Regions from separate parts of the Sus scrofa genome. Here region 2 is linked to region 1. Evidence: chromatin contacts called from public HiChIP or PLAC-seq data. All regions are on one chromosome and are shown on one strand. The core of a region is the stretch at or near the end of the contact, and the rest is flanking DNA. Distances in the headings are between cores, read along the strand shown. Region 1 has its middle 8.5 kb from the start of BATF3. Region 2 overlaps LOC102164427 (a long non-coding RNA gene).

What was found. HiChIP or PLAC-seq counts read pairs in DNA pulled down with a chosen protein or histone mark.
Region 2: an H3K27ac HiChIP or PLAC-seq map of alveolar macrophages shows a contact between it and region 1. The contact joins two enhancer-like sites. A contact is called at or near these places in 1 of 47 Hi-C or Micro-C datasets (embryonic fibroblasts) and 1 of 2 datasets of contacts at active chromatin or transcription factors (alveolar macrophages).

Annotation. Positions count from the first base shown.
Region 1 is chr9:130,688,505-130,692,631 of Sscrofa11.1, forward strand. No RefSeq gene overlaps it. Among named protein-coding and RNA genes, the nearest start is that of BATF3, 8.5 kb to the right of the region's middle. Within about 2 kb of position 2,112, at least 2 of the 83 cell types and tissues checked have an H3K27ac peak or open chromatin away from gene starts, as enhancers often do. A contact at or near this core is called in alveolar macrophages, where this site is marked.
Region 2 is chr9:130,913,628-130,917,754 of Sscrofa11.1, forward strand. It overlaps LOC102164427 (a long non-coding RNA gene), which reads left to right. Exons shown (of 3, transcript XR_002336041.1): 3 at 2,078-4,127. Among named protein-coding and RNA genes, the nearest start is that of NENF, 43 kb to the right of the region's middle. Within about 2 kb of position 2,409, at least 40 of the 83 cell types and tissues checked have an H3K27ac peak or open chromatin away from gene starts, as enhancers often do. A contact at or near this core is called in alveolar macrophages, where this site is marked.

The sequences.
Region 1 (4,127 bases), core at 862-3,361:
AAGAATCTTTAGGATCTAGAGATGTTCAATATGTTCCTAGAATTGATAACAAAAGCATGATCCACAAAAAGAAAAATGAGTAAATTTGACTTATTTAAAATTAACGATTTTGTTTTACATAGGACTATTTAAAAAATGAAAAGATGAGTTTCAGAGTGGGAGACTGTATTTGTAAACTGTATATCTGTGAAAGGACTAGTAGATAAAATATATATAAAGCTCTCAAAAGAAAACAGTAAAACAAAAAATAACCCACTTATCAAATGGACAAAAAACATAAAGAGACATTTCACTGCAGAGCATATACAGGTGGCGAATAAATGTATGGAAAGATGTTCAACATTATTAGCCACTAGGGAAGTGCAAATTCAAACCACAGTGATATCACACCACATCTACCAGAATGGCTAAAATAAAAAATAGTGATATATACTGGAGAACATGCCGAGAAACCGTTATCACTCGTACATTGCTGGTGGGAATTTAAAATGGTTCAGCCACTCGGGGAAACACTTGGTCAGCTTCTTTAAAAACTCAACATTCAGGAGTTCCCGTCGTAGCGCAGTGGTTAACGAATCCGACTAGGAACCATGAGGTTGCGGGTTCGGTCCCTGCCCTTGCTCAGTGGGTTGACGATCCGGCGTTGCTGTGAGCTGTGGTGTAGGTTGCAGACGCGGCTCAGATCCTGCGTTGCTGTGGCTCTGGCGTAGGCCGGTGGCTACAGGTCCGATTCAACCCCTAGCCTGGGAACCTCCATATGCCGCGGGAGCGGCCCAAGAAACAGCAAAAAAAAAGACAAAAAAAGACAAAAAACAAACAAACAAAAAAACTCAACATTCAACGGCTATGTGACTTAGTAAGTGCATTCATGGGCATTTTCCTGGAGTAATGAAGACATGTTCACACAAAATCCTATACACAAAGGTTTATAGCAGCTTTATTTGTAATGGCCAAGAACTGGAAACAGCCCAGGTGCCCATCAATGCATGGATGGTTAAATAAACGGTGGTACCTCCATACCACAGAGTACTACTCAGCCACAACAGCAAAAATGAAATATTATTAATTCTGGCAACGACCTGGATGAACCTCCAGAGCATTATTCTGGGTGGAAAAAAAAAGCGAATCTCAAAAGATTATATACTATATGGCTGCATTTATATAATACTCGTGAAATGAAAAAAATTATAGAAGCAGGGAAATTTCTATACCAAAATGTATTGGCCACACAGGTGATCCTTGTGAGAGATCTTCTCTGTCTCGACTGTATCACTGTCCATATACCAGTTGCAATATCGTGCTCTTGTTTCCCAAGATTTTACCATGGAGAGAAACGAGCCAAAAGGCACATGGGATCTCATCAGAAGCAAATCTGCAAATAGCTCAAGTGTTTAAAAATTTTAATTAAAAAAGCAACGCAATGATAAACACAAAATTTAGGATAGTCGAGATGGGAAAGGGGATAGAATTTACATCTCTAGGTTGAAAAAAGGGGTTGTTAGTATTGTGGTTCTTGGATTAGGTGGTGGGTTTAGAGATGTTTGCTGTTTGATTAATGACTAAGTAAGTAATAAGTAACTAGAAGACATCTATTCACGAACTGATGATGACAGAGTAGAAGGAACCAGGAGTAAAGGCGAATCCAGTTTGGGTACCTGGGGTTTAGCGGGCGGAAATAAGCTAGTCCAGCTCCTGTAGAGGGGCAGACTTTGGGCAGGCTTCTTACACAGACTTAAGGCTCTTTCTGGTCTAAACAAGCCAAGAGCACAGGCAGTTGTTCAGAGAGAAAAAAGATTTCTTGAGACAGCCGCAGGCACCCATCTTGCGTGTTTAGGGGAGATACCAAAAGAGCTGTTCTCCGGCTTAGGAAGTTTACTGTAGTGCCAGCGGAGAGTCATTCACAGTTGATTCATTCAGTGGGTGTGTGACAGACGTGTGCTGGACACAGCAAGAAACTGGAGATGCCGCCAGGGAAGTTACAAATTCCTTGTAGAGAGTTCCTGTAATAGTTCAGTGATAACGGAGACGACCAGTATCCATGAGAATGTGGGTTTGATCCCTAGCCTCGATCAGAGGGTTAAGGATCTGGCGTTGCCATGAGCTGTGCTGTAGCTTGCAAACTCTGCGCGGATCTGGCATTGCTGTGGCTGTGGTGTAGGCCGGCCCCTAGCCTGGGAACTTCCACATGCCGAGGGTGTGGCCCTAAAAAGCAGCAACAACAACAAAGCATACGGTGGAGTTCCCACTGTGGTTCAGTGGGAACAAACCCGACTAGTATCCACGAGGATGCAGGTTCAACCCCTAGCCCCACTCAGTGGGTTAAGAATCCAGCTTTGCTGTGAGCTGCAGCGTAGCTCAAAGACTCAGCTCAGATCTGGTGTTGCTATGCCTGTGGCATATGCCTGTGGCGTAGGCCAGCAGCTGCAGCTCCAATTTGACCCCTAGCCCAGGACTTCCATATGCCACACCTGCAGCCCTAAAAAAAAAAAAAAAAATTGTATGGAGATTGTTAGGTATTAATGGAAAAAAGTATGCCATTTTCTAAATTTTGTCACACTTGTAGTGTTTTGTTGAGATTTATTTTCTCATCATATCTTAATTTGAATATTCAAATTCGAATTATTTTTTTCTTTTCTTTGTTTAAAGATATTTGAATTTCCAGTGGTGTAATTCAGTCAGGGTCCAGGGGCCTAAGAAGGGGAGGGCTGCTGGTGTAAGTGCTGTGGTCTGAAGGCCCCCAAACCAGGAGCTCCAGTGTCCAAGAGCAGGAGAAGCCAGACGCCCCAGCCCCAGGAGAGAGAGGGAGTTCGCCCTTCCTTTGCCTTTTTGCTCCATAGCGCCCTCAACCGGTTGGACCATGCCGGCCCACACTGGTGAGGGTGGATTTTCTTTACTAATCTCTTCTAGAAACACCCTCACAGACACATCCAGAAATACTGTTTTACCAGGAATCTGGGTGTCCCTCCCCCAGTCAAGGTGACACATAAAATTAACAACCATGATATGGCAAAATATTACGAGAGTTATCTCTGGTGGATGCTTGGGTAATGGGGAGTCTTTCTTCTACATGCTTTCCAATCGATCCTAGATTTTACTATCATGTATGACCAGAATCATAAAAATATTCACGGTTATAAAGTTGGCTAGCCGAATGCTGAATGCCAACTGCCTGCCCATATCTTCCATAATGTCGCTGACTTTTGAACAACAGGACTGGAATTAGGAAAGTGGTTCTCTTCCTCTAAACACACACACCAGGAGTTCCCGTCTAAACACACACACCAGGAGTTCCCGTCTTGGCGCAGCAGAAACAAATCTGGCTAGGAACCATGGGGTTGTGGGTTCGATCCCTGGCCCGCTCAGTGGGTTGAGGATCTGGTGTTGCTGTGGCTGTGATATAGGCCGGTAGCTGCAGCTCTGATTCAACCCCTAGCCTGGGGACATCCATGTGCTGCGGGCACGGCCCTAAAAAGACAATAAATAAATAAATAAACGCACACACCAAATTATCAATTTAAAAAAACTGACAAATTACCAAAATGATCAGAAAATTAAGAAAAATACCGTATTTTTTATTAATCACCTTCCTGGTATACCTCTATAATGCTTTTTTCTTACACTTTTAAGCTGTGTGGTTTTTTGTTCTCCTTTTCATAAGACAATGATTCTGTAATATCCTCTTTCTATAGAGAGACTAGAAAGATAATTCAGTCTTTCCATGAGATGGATAAAAATTTGATTAAAAAATATTCAGGTAATTTCTTTCAGCCTCACAACAAATTATTGGTTAAGTCATGTAATTATTTGTTTGTTTTTAAATGATTTTTGTTTTTTCCATTATAGGTGGTTTACAGTGTTCTGTCAATGTGCTGCTGTACAGCAAAGTGACCCAGTCACACATACATATATACATTCTTTTTTCCACATTATCCCCCATCATGCTCCATCACAAGTGACTAGACATAGTTCCCAATGCTATACAGCAGGATCTCATTGCTTATTCACTCCAAATGCAATAGTTTGCATCTATTAACCCCAGATTCCCAGTCCATCCCACTCCTTCCCCCGTGGCAACCACAAGTCTGTTCTCTAAGTCCATGGGTTTCTTTTCTGTAGAAAGGTTTATT
Region 2 (4,127 bases), core at 1,159-3,658, 230 kb after region 1:
GCGGTTTCGGATCAGTGGAGGAGAGAAGGGAGGCCTCCAGGGGAGGGGAATTGCCTGAGCAGTTGCCTGCAGAGTATGCGGGCCAGGAGGCCTGGATTAACCGGAGCTTGTCCATGAAATGCAGGAAGGTGAGGTTGGCAAGAGGGTTGGTGTGTATGGGCAGGTGGAGGCGGGGCAGCCAGTGTCTGTACACCCAGCTCCAGGAATTTGGGCTGATGGAAAATGATGGAAGGAGGGAGTGTGGGAGGGAGCCGAGGAAGCTTCCAGCAATTGCTGGCCACCAGCAGGCATGAGAGGCTGAGTTTTCCTGTGGGGTGGCTGACTTGAGGGCTGAGGGTGCCATCCTCCTTCTGGGTCCTGCCCCTGCTGTGGCAGAAGGGCCTCCAATGATCAGGTCACCGCTGCCCTGTATGCCCGAGGTGGCCAGCCTGTCACAGGCCCCCAGAGCCACTGCAGGGCTGTGCACAGGAATGGCAGGGTTCAGCACTTCAACAAACATTTTGAGGGTAGGTACTAAGTGCAGAACACCACAGGGAAAGAGGGTGGAGTGAGGCGGGCGCTCTGCCCTGTTGGCGGAGAGAGGAGCTGGGGACTCGGGATCTGTGCAGCATTCGTGGGGCCCCGGCTCGAGCTGGACGTCAGGACACAAAGGGATAGACAGGCCTGGCACCACAGGTCTGCAGGCCTGTGGAGGTGGCTGGAAACAGGAACTCCTGGTCCGGGTGGAAAATGCTTGAATTCTGTGGGTGCGCAGAGGGAGTGGTGACCTCTGCCCTGGATCTGGGGTGCAATGGGGCTGGGGAGATATCTGGGCTGGGCTCGGGGCCTTGGGGAGGGTGGGGGTTCCCAGGTGGAGGAAGAGGGGGTTTCAGGCCGAGGCGTCAGCATGACAAAGGGGGCGATGCTAGAAAAGAGCAAGAGGCACAGGGACCTGCAGGTGAGAGAGGGACAGACAGAGAGAGGCAGAGACAGACAGACAGAAAGGGGAGGGAGGAGACAGAAAGAGAGCGAGTGGGAGGTGGGGCTGGGCCAGGAGGCCTTCATCTGCCTCCCAGGAGACCTGGACGTGGTCAACGAGGAGATCAAGGGTCTCTGAGCAGGAGCGCTGCGAAGAGCCATGTGTTAGAAAGGAATTCTGACCCCGGTGGAGGGGGGGGGGGGACAGAGCCAGCGGGCAGGGACACGGGAGGAGGCTGGGGCTCTCCCCACGGAGAGAGGAAATAGAAGCCAAAGAGTCTGTGGGGCAGGGCGGTCCTGTCTCGGGCAGTCTGGGTCTGAGTTGCTTGGGGCGATGCCCAATAAGAAGCTGAAAATGCTGGCACGTGGGGCAGAGGTCAAGGGCTTTAGGGGCACCGCCTCCAAGCCTGGGTGGGACGAAGAGAACATCTAGGAGGTGGCTTCAGCGGTCACGTGCAAGGAAGGCCCGGGGCGGCCGTGGGGGAGGACAGGGAGGTCCCCACGAGAGACCCGCGTGGAAGGAGGGTCATACGTGTGCACATGGAGAGGCCATTAAACCTAGGAAGCGTCAGTGTTTGAGGAAAAGGAGTCCTGTGGGCAGGGCGTGGAGCCTGTTTAGTCTTGGGGGGGACACCGCTGTGGGAGCCACATGCCGCCTGCAGAGGTGTTGATGAGCGTGGAGGAGGGAGGAGGAGGACGGGGACCGCGACGTGGTTGGCGAGGAAGGCAGGGAGGGCTGAGCCTCCGAGCGCCTGCAGTCCCCTGCGCCCAGCTGTCACCCAACAAGAGAGCCTGGCGCCACCCTCGGCGGTCCTGTTGGGGCTGGAGGGCTCCAGTTCCCTTCCCAGAGCCCCATGCCCGCCCAGAAGCCACTCTCCCAAGCACCTCTCTCACTGTTGCCTGGTGATTCCCAGTGTGGCCTGGGACCGGGCAGGACTGTCCAGGTGTGTGGCCTGCCCCAAGCAGACAGGAGCTCTCTGAGCATCAGGACCTGTGCCTCCCCTCTTCCTGTTGCCTTCAGTGTCCTGGACGAGGCCCACGCCTGCCAGGGGCAGACACCCCACATGACGCTCGGTCTCCCAGGCAGACAGGGTGCCTCAGTTCTCACTTCTCCCAGCAGGAATTTGGGCCCATCCCACGAGCACGCAGACTTGTGGCTGCCCCAGACTTCCTGGTCGGACAAGATCACTCAACACAGGTGGCAGGGTAACGCCCTCTTGGCTACTTACCTAATCTGCTCCAAACAGGTGAGACGCCCGGGATTTGGGGTGAAGGGGCAGGAAAGGTTGTTTTCACCCAGACCTGCTCAGCCCACCTGTCCCAGTGTTTCCACGTTATCAAATGTTTTCTAGTTCCCATGGCAACCGAATCACAGAGCCAGGATTTGTTATTGTTCCAGGGGAAAAAGGGAAGGGCCGCAGTGCAAGGGCTGACGTCCGAGCACCGTCCACCAGCCAGGCAGCTGAGTCACCACCACGGTCTGGTGCGTCCATGGAGTCACCTCCCTGTGGTCTGAGGCTCCCACTGGCCCTCCCTCTTTGGCAAGAGGCCGATCCCCAATCTGCGCCTGTCAGCAAGTGTGGGTGCCTGGGTCCAGGGGTGCTGAGTCCTGCCCTGGGCACTGTGGGGGGGCTAGCGGGGCAGAGAGGGAATTTCCTGCCGGAGCCAGGACCTGCCTTCAGGGAGCGGGAGCTCAAGGGGCTGGGGACACATTCCTTGTCCTTTCAGAGCCTGTGTGCACTCACGGATGGCTTCTAGGGTCCCCTAGCCATTGGCTTACAGTACGACCTCAGCCCAATCACCTGGGCTCTCTGAGCCTCGGTCTCTTTAGGTACATGGTGGGGAAACCGGCCCTTTCTCATCAGCTCGTCGGGAGAGAAATGAGATCGTGCCTATAATGCGCCCCACGGCAGCCCAGTTTCCACAAAGCGCTCCTAAGCCTGCACTTGTGGCCATTGCTGATTGGCCAGATACTGGGCCCATCTCAGGACCACCTGGAAGGTGAGGCAGGGGGAACTCCCCTGCTCCCTGAACACATGTGCCACCCACCCTTGGGCAGCCACCCCGCAAACCACCCCCACCCACCACCACCAGGACCAAAATAAGAAGCTTCAATCGTTCTGACCCAGTAGGGAACAGAATGAGAAGGTCAATGCGTCAGCCAGAGGGGGTGGGTCAGCAAGGGTTTGGGATCAGAGCAGGGCCCCTGAAGCGGGCGTCCCGGAGAGGTCCTGCTCTGGACGCCCAGATCCGCCCCCGCTGCTAAGGACGCCCTTGCTCTAAGGCCATGCTGGCCGGGCGCCTTCTGATGACAGCCTGGTTTTCCGGAGAGAATTCCCACCCGTGAGAGGGTGCCGGTGGGTGAACACGGCTCTGGTGCCCGCCGGACCGTCCTGGGGGGTGGCTGAATCCGGACTGCAGCGGTTGTGCCCGGTTGTTGTGTGAGTCACCCCGAAGCGCAGCAGCTCAGAGCATCTAACCAACACAGCTTTCTAGCTTACAAGGTGGAAACCCGGCCCCCGGGATGGGATGCCCGCAGAAAGGAACGACCCCCAGAAAGGAGTCCAGCCTTCCCCTAGGGGAGCCCCGTAGACACCCATTCTGCAGAGTCATCCAACAGACCCCCAGCACGTTCCACGCTGACCTCTGCCAGACGCCGTAGCCAGGCCAGCTGACCAGCGGCCTCCCTGGGGCTGGCCCCACGCGTGCTTTGCAGATGGAATTGAGAGCCACAAGTGAGTCATGGCATGAATTGAGGAGGTGGGACAAGCATTCCTGATAATTTGACAGAAGAGAGTCATATATGACAGTCCCTGGTGGGGAGTAAGAGTGAGTGTTATTTCACGAGTCTCGTGTGAACGTGTGTGTGTGCGTGTAATGTATGGACACACGCCGCGTGGATACAGCAGTAGAAAGATGGCACATTCTGATTGTGTCATCTGTGGGCATTTAATAAAGGAACTGTTTACAAAGACGTGGGCAGGGTGTAGGGAACTCACCAGAGCTGGGGCAGGGCCAGGTCAAGGAACTGCGGGGCTTAGTTATCAGCCTCAGCCTTGAAAGCTTGAAGGCAGAAGGTGTTTCCAGAACTTGGAGACGGAGAGTCATGTGGGGAGAGCTCGGACAGGAGCTGTGGTCATCAGCAGAGAGAGGAAGCCAGCCAGCCTGGG